Linked DNA regions of Zea mays: region 1 is linked to region 2. Evidence: chromatin contacts called from public Hi-C data. All regions are on one chromosome and are shown on one strand. Each heading gives the region's core, a stretch centred on a gene start, on an enhancer-like site or on the middle of the called end of the contact. The rest is flanking DNA. Distances are from core to core; before and after follow the strand shown.

Region 1 (3,954 bases), core at 893-3,392, 220 kb after region 2:
GCCCTGTTTCGAGTTCACTGATGTGCTATGTCAATACCCTTACATGCGGTGGGATGCCCATATCGGTACTGTTTTATATTTGGATTTGGCTGTATAGAGATGAATTAAGTTTAGGGTATAAATTTGTTAATGGTATAGAATGGCAGCTAGACTGGCGGCATGTTAGCTTTGAAGATATATGTTATTGCTTTTTACAATTGCATGCTTAGCCAACACTATCATTGTTCTACAGTCTATTGCTTTCATGTTTGTGGAAATCAGCATAGTCAATGGTCGTGGTTTTGTTCTACAGTCTATTGCTTCGTCGTGAGTGTTGCTCCTTAAGGGTATGTCAAGGCTGTTCTAGATGAGTTGGAGTTGTGGTGTGCAAAGGCAACAACTGAGGTGATCCACTTTCTATGGTGGCTTGCTTTATTTTATTTTATTTTATTGATTAACACTGAAATTTTGTGTTACAGTATGCAGCATGTTCATGGGATGAGCACAAGCTTATTAGATTTTTGGTATGACCAGTTCTACCAAATTATGTATTCTAATCTATTCACGCCGAGACTCTAGATACAAATATGAGATCAATTGTGTTCTTATATTTGGATGTGCCAAAGTTTTATATTCATTGTTTGGACAGGAGACAAACACAACGATTTCTGTAGTTTGATCTTGAGTTTAAACTGTTTCAATCAGCAACCAAATGAGTTACCACTTGCAAACAAGCTTCAGGCCAGTATACAACGTCCATTTTAGACAATCTTTTGCTTTGTAGGTTTAGCAAAAAATATATGTTGCTAAGTTGTACTGTAATTGAAGTGATCAGATGAATAGAATATTCTAACGTTATGTGGTCACTTGTCTAGCCGGAATAACATATTGATAAGTCTTTTTTGTAGTTATTAGATTAACCTTTCTTCCTATACTCGATTCATGCAAATCATAATGAGCAGCAGACATTGCTTAGCAGATTATTGTTACTGCTATATTTCAGAGTGAATCAAGTGAAAGCAGCCGTGAGGGAAACTCGAGTTATTATCGCGGGCGACGAAATTGATCTTTAGCTTTGTTCATGCAGAAAACAAGTCTACTGTACTGCTAGGACTTTAACTGTGTCCTCAGTAAAAAAGGACTAACTTGATCTTTATTCTTGTTCATGCAAGAATTTTAGGCACATTTGTGACGCCACGCTGCACTTTGATGGAGGTGAGCTCCCTTCGTCAACGCTCTCAGCTTTTTAAGGCAACCACATTTCATTGTCTGGGACCACAACAGTCTTTTTAAGGCGTCTTGTAGGACTCCAAGCGCTTGGATAATTCTAGGCACCTTGCCCGCCTAGGCGTTAAGACAGTGGTCATGTTTACTTGCTCGCCTTACCGACTTAAGAACACTGGACCACAATGATCTTATCGGTGATGAAACTAGATTCTATGTTTTTAAGCTGACAACATCATCGTACTATTATTATTCTATTCCTTGCATATCATAGTGATGTTGTTATTCTCTATCTATGTTTTATATTAATTTTTAACTCTCGTGATAACGCATGGGCACATATCTATATTATAGTGATGTTTCTCGTTCCGTATATATGTTTTATACCAATTTTTAACTTCCGTGACAATGTACGGGCATATACCTAGTAATCTATTGAAGAAGACGTTCTTCACCGTCCAAGCAAGCCCTAAGGGCCCGTTTGGCAAAGCTCTAGCTCCTGCTTCTTTAGCTCTAGATCCTGATCCTCGTGAGGAGCTGATCCTCCTGATTCTCCTAGAAAATCAGAATCATTTTTAAAACTGTTTGGCAAGTAAACTGATTCTTGTCTTCTGAGAGTTGGTGGTCTGTGGCGATGGTCTGTTTTACTCTTTGCAGTTCAACTTTATTACAAACCAATAAGTAGGATCCATATACAGGAAAAAGATATGAAACAACAACATATAGATTATTCCCATCATAGTAGTGCATAAAATGGTCTCAAATGTTTAATCCTGATTCTCCTAAATCACCCATTTTTTCTAGTGGAAGACACTTGTTGCAACTCACAAAATCGCGCTGCTGATCGACTCCGTCCATCGCCTAATCGGACGGTCCTAACACCAACCGCCAGCACTATAAGAAATGGGATTATAGGGTTTCCGCTACCGCAGCCACACCCCAACATCAAAACCCTCCCATCTCTTCCCCTCCGCCGCCGTCTCTGCTCTCAAGATCGCCATGGTGAGTTCCTACTACAACGCCGGCGACGCGAAATGCTCGGCATTTCTGGCACCTTTCCTCCTGACACCACAGTGGTTGCTGACTCGTTTGTGTTCCGCAGGCGTCAGAAAAGAAGCAGTCGAACCCGATGCGGGAGATCAAGGTGCAGAAGCTCGTGCTCAATATCTCCGTTGGAGAGAGTGGAGATCGACTCACCCGCGCCGCCAAGGTATTTCATCTCGGCTCGAACTCTACAGGCCTAACAGCAATTATTTTTCTTGTTGCATGCGCATTTGGGATCCCATTCTTTTCGACTTTGCTGTGGTATGGTGCCCGAGCTTATAGATGTACCGCTTGTCATTTATATAAAGAGAACTCCGCATGGTGCTCTAGGCAGTTTAATCTCATGATTGTGGAGGGAATTTGTTATCTGTTTAGATTACTAGAGGCTGATTGGTTTATTCGATTGCTAATTTGTTTTCCACTGTGCTATCATAGGTGTTGGAGCAGTTGAGTGGGCAGTCTCCGGTTTTCTCCAAGGGTAACATTCTTTCGTCAAGTTTCGTTTAATCAATGATTCTATATCAGCGTTGGTAACGGCGATGATTGGGTGCTCTTGCAGCAAGGTATACTGTGAGGTCTTTCGGTATTCGTCGTAATGAGAAGATTGCATGCTACGTTACGGTCAGGGGTGAGAAGGCAATGCAGCTTCTTGAGAGTGGCCTCAAGGTGAAGGAGTATGAGCTTCTGAGGAGGAACTTCAGTGATACTGGCTGCTTTGGTTTTGGTATTCAGGAGCACATTGATCTTGGAATCAAGTAAGATGATCTTTTTATCTCATATACAATTCACGCAAATGATCTATTGAAATATTGCACTGTTATATGGTTTGGTTTCCTCAAGTATAGAAACCCATGTTTATTTGAATCTGTGTATAATGGAGGTAACTGGCTATTCATGTGTCAAGTTTTTGAATTCTATATTAGTTCAGTGTAGTTCTAGGTAAAGATAAGATACCGCTGGACAATTCAAATTTAAACTGTGATGATGGTTTTATTCACCATGTTCATTGGATCTCAAATTTGCCCATGTTATAATTTTGTATATGCCCTATTGATTGCAGGTCATGCCTTGTATGCCTACTTAGCTGTGAGCTGATGACTAATATGCCTTTTTATCAATTTAATTTGTCACATGGGTGAATAAGGATTTTTTTCTTTATGATGTTCTCTGCGGTGTCCTATTTTGATTAATGTTGCTGTCACACTTCATTTCGTTAGGTGTTAATTTTTAAGTGATACATTATGGAATATCAGTTTGTATTTGCTACACAGTGTATTTATGTTGAGCATGGGTGCTAGAATTTGCCACCCATTTCAAAGAACAGAAAACCAATTCTTTCTGCACCTTTGAGTTTACACAAGCATGGACATGGAGGGAGCCATGCAATACTAATGAGAGAATAATACATTTCATCTGGTGGGTCTGGCCTTAGAAATTCCTAATGAACCAAACACTAGAGCTTGTAGTTCCTCTAGCTTCTCTATGACCTGTATCTAGAGAGTAAAACACTAGAGATGCCCAATTAGACAAAGAAAAAGATTTGTTTCAGTTTTACTAGGTGGATTAGCTTTTAGTTTTGCAGTCTAAAGTTGTGCAGTTCTGTGTATCAACCACACATCGTGCTAAAATTATAAAGAAAAATATTCTTGCAAAGTCACTGTCTGAGTGTGATTGCTGTTTTTTGTTTTATTGGTAACTGTTGGTTAT
Region 2 (3,650 bases), core at 26-2,525:
GAACTAACACTGTAATTCTTCAAACTTTGTTGATATCAACCAACTGCTTATAATCCAAACGACAATCAATCATATAATGTCCTGAACCGATCTTGGGCAGATAGATAACTGAAGCATGAAACTTGCAATGACAATGAGGCTAGCCTGACAGATGACTGCACACGTGCAAAAAACGAACCAATTGGATCCAATAGGGACATAGGGGCTCCTTCCTTATCACCCATCTGAACATCAGTCTGAGCATGTACAGGTGATGAGCGGGGGGCGACTAATTATTTCGGATAATGCATCCATATAGTATTAATTCAATTCAGTACATATACATACATGGGGGCTGCGTAGAGGAGCATGGAAGCAGGCAAGCAGCATTTCCTGCAAGAGAGACAGACAAATAGAAGGGGCGTAGGTTCAGTTCATTTGTTCAGGTCAGCAGTTTAGTTTATTTGTTTTTTAAAAAAGATATACAGTTCAGTTCATTTCAGTTCATGTCGTCAATTCAATTCATTTGTTCAGAAAGATATCCAATTCTTTGTTTTTAACTTTGTTTCTTTATCCACATCAGCCCACTTTTGCAGCGATGATGAGTCAAACAGTTGCCTGCCATTGTATCATGTATGTAGGATGAACAATGGCGTGTCATGTATATTATACAGTAATATATAAGAACCTGGGCACAAGTGCCATAATGCATGGTTATCCGTAGGGTTTAAAGTGACATGAAAGGGATTCACTCGTTCCTCAAGTGGAACAAATCAGCTTGAGGAATAGATCCCAAGCTACCGAACAAAGCCTTAGGGAGAATTCTCTAATAATAGATCTTCTTCCGATCCCGTAAGATTACATTTAGACGACGAAGGTACAATTCAACGTTGCATGTGAGGATTTTGATGAGAGCATGCACGAGGAGGGATACAATCACATATGCTGTGAGCTCAGTTGGACCAGTATCCATATATGCAATCATTATTAATTGTTTAGTTGTATGCGGGTTTAGGTGAGCTTTTGTTTGGTTGATTGCGTACATTTAAAATAAAAAAATATATAATGAAATTATTTTTTTTGCAAAATCTATATTGTAATAGTTTTGTTTGTAAAATTTACAACAAAATAAATATGAAATTAGTTTGGTGACTAAATATGGTAATCATGACTTCATGAGAAAGTAAAAAAGGTTATTGGATTCCAAGTCTCGTGCTCGCCTTAGCCTGGCCGCTCAGCGAAGCTCGCGCGCTGCGTTTGCAGCTGGCCAAGCTCGTAGCGTACGACTGCATGCGCCAGGCTTTGGTCCCTGCGCAGGCATCCAATCAACTATGTGGTGTATGAATAGTCTTTTCTGAGCCCTAGTATAGAAAAGCTCTATATAAATGGTTGAGAACGTATTTGTACTACTGTTTTTCAGAACCCTTAGTAGTAAGACCTAAGGCGAGTACAAATATTTATTTGTAAAAGTGGATAACTGATAACCGCCACTGGAAATCAATTTTTTAGAAAACATAAAATAAAGTTTAAAAATAGTATATATATATATGTATATATATATATATTAGGGGAGGCTTCACCCAAACCTGTCCGTCTCCATTGAAGTTGTAAGTCACGACACTTTTCACGTAAAATTTGCAATTACACGGCCGGGGGAATCAAACACACAACCTCACCCTCGCGTGTAGCATACTCTACCACTTTGCCTATCACTTTTTGCTTTATGTTTATATTACAATTTTGTTGCTCACATATTGGAACAATCTTAGTATAAATTGACTATTTGGTGCTGTAAACGAATTCAAATGTAAAAAATAAGACTCCACCGCACGCTTTGAGCTCTTTTCTACTAGTGGAGGGTATGCCAAGGGAACCAAACACACCCTACACCTTCCAAGTTGAGTCTTGTTGGGCACCTGTTAAGATTTCTATGAAGAACTAAAATAGGGAAACACAGTTAAATTAACATGATTCCTTCCCCTTTTTGATTAGCTCATGATGAATGAGTAGATCAAAAGGGAGAAGGTTAAATAATAGAGTAAGAATGCTCAGTAAAGTATAACATAAAGGTATGATAGTATACATGTCGTACAACATAAGCTTCATCATTATATTTTGTTTCTTTTAGTTACATATGATTACAATGCTACCTTCGGAATATTCAAAGGTGACTCGAAGACGTTTGTGCCTTACAACTTTGGACGTTGAGTGATCCGTGCGTGAGTGAATACGTGAACAACGAAATGTCTTCCATGCATGGGCATTGTACCACTATTTACAGTGGTGGGGTGACGTACAACTTCGTGTGAAATTACATTTATGTCCTTAGGTTCTATACATGTGACCTATAGAAAATATTGAGGGTGTCGTTGTCTTCCCACTCGAAATGTGTCATGCATGCTGTTTGAATCCCCTTTCGTCTCCTAATTATGTGCTTCAGATACTCCAAAGGGCTTCATCTAAATATTGGCGCTGAAGTTATCACATGTTTCCTTAATTAGTGGAGATCGCCACGATGAAGGTCATTCCGCTATTCCTTCAACAAACTCGAAGATAGTTGAGATTCATTAGTTTGAGGACCTTCGGCACATCCCCAACAGTAGTCCCTCGTGGGATAAGTTCGTTTTCTATAATGGGCCCAAACTGCGAAAAATACAAAAGGAGGGCCTTACACCGAAGGTCCAAAAAATACCTTCCTTGAGCGCGTTATCGAAAACGGAATTGCTCAAATACATATTTATCAGTTAGAAGGTGGACACCATGATGGTCCACAGACCAGCGAGTGTGTAAAGCTTGGCTCCTCGACTACTGCGCTTTTTACCTATACGACACCATCGGCCCCACCGACGAGCATTTACTGCTCTTTCTAACCTACTGCCACCGATTTCTCCGCCTCCAAAGCTCATCTGCTTTATAATTTTATGTGAGATTCAGAATCTTGACCTCCGTGGACTCGCAAATGGCTAGAATTAGGATGACTGCTCGACTGGCCACTCCGACATCTTTGGATGCACTACAAAAAGAAGAGGAAGCTTCTGATACAGAGAGGTCATGCATGGGCCAGCAAGTGGTGCTCCTGTGCCACAAGGCGAGGTTAAGGAAAATGTCGCCATGAAGAAGAGAAAAGGCAGAGGACATAACTGTAACTACACCGAGGCAAAAAAAATGGTGGGCCATATGAAGAAGGTTCTGCATGTAAAGATGAGATTTTATTGGAATAAGAAGGTGGCCTTTGGCCATCTAAGCCTAGCTATATTAAGATGGGGGGTTCCTTGTGAAGCCCGAAAAATAAAGGTTTTTGAAGAAGCTTGGATGTATTGATGATGAGAGCTTAATTCGCTTTGTTGGTGAGGAGAAAACCCCAAAACCAAAGGATGATGAGATCATTGTCTTCAAAAGCTTCTTCCGTGCAGGTCTTCAGTTACCCATTCATTGGATGGTTGGTGAGGTGCTAAATAAGTATGAAATGTATATGCACCAGCTTACACCAAATGCAATTATTAGGCTTGGGGAATTCATATGGGCCATGAGAAGCAAGGGTTCCAAGTCTGATGCAGAATGCTTATGCAGAGTGCACTAGTTGCATTATTAGATAAAGGCAAGATCTTCAGGCAAACATCACAACAACTTCGGATGTTTTAACTTCACTTATTGGAAGGACTCAAAGTTCC

What was found. A called contact is a pair of places that touch in the nucleus more often than the background predicts.
Region 1: a Hi-C map of ear shows a contact between it and region 2, with 1.8 times the contacts expected there. The contact joins the promoter of LOC100193878 here to the enhancer-like site in region 2. A contact is called at or near these places in 2 of 25 Hi-C or Micro-C datasets (ear and leaf).

The regions. Positions count from the first base shown.
Region 1 is chr8:95,191,713-95,195,666 of Zm-B73-REFERENCE-NAM-5.0, forward strand. It overlaps LOC100193878 (60S ribosomal protein L11-1), which reads left to right and starts at 2,143. Exons shown (of 5, transcript NM_001138955.1): 1 at 2,143-2,205; 2 at 2,306-2,413; 3 at 2,683-2,725; 4 at 2,807-3,002. The coding sequence starts at 2,203.
Region 2 is chr8:94,973,861-94,977,510 of Zm-B73-REFERENCE-NAM-5.0, forward strand. No RefSeq gene overlaps it. Among protein-coding and RNA genes, the nearest start is that of LOC100275244, 17 kb to the left of the region's middle. Within about 2 kb of position 1,276, at least 4 of the 20 cell types and tissues checked have an H3K27ac peak or open chromatin away from gene starts, as enhancers often do. A contact at or near this core is called in ear, where this site is marked.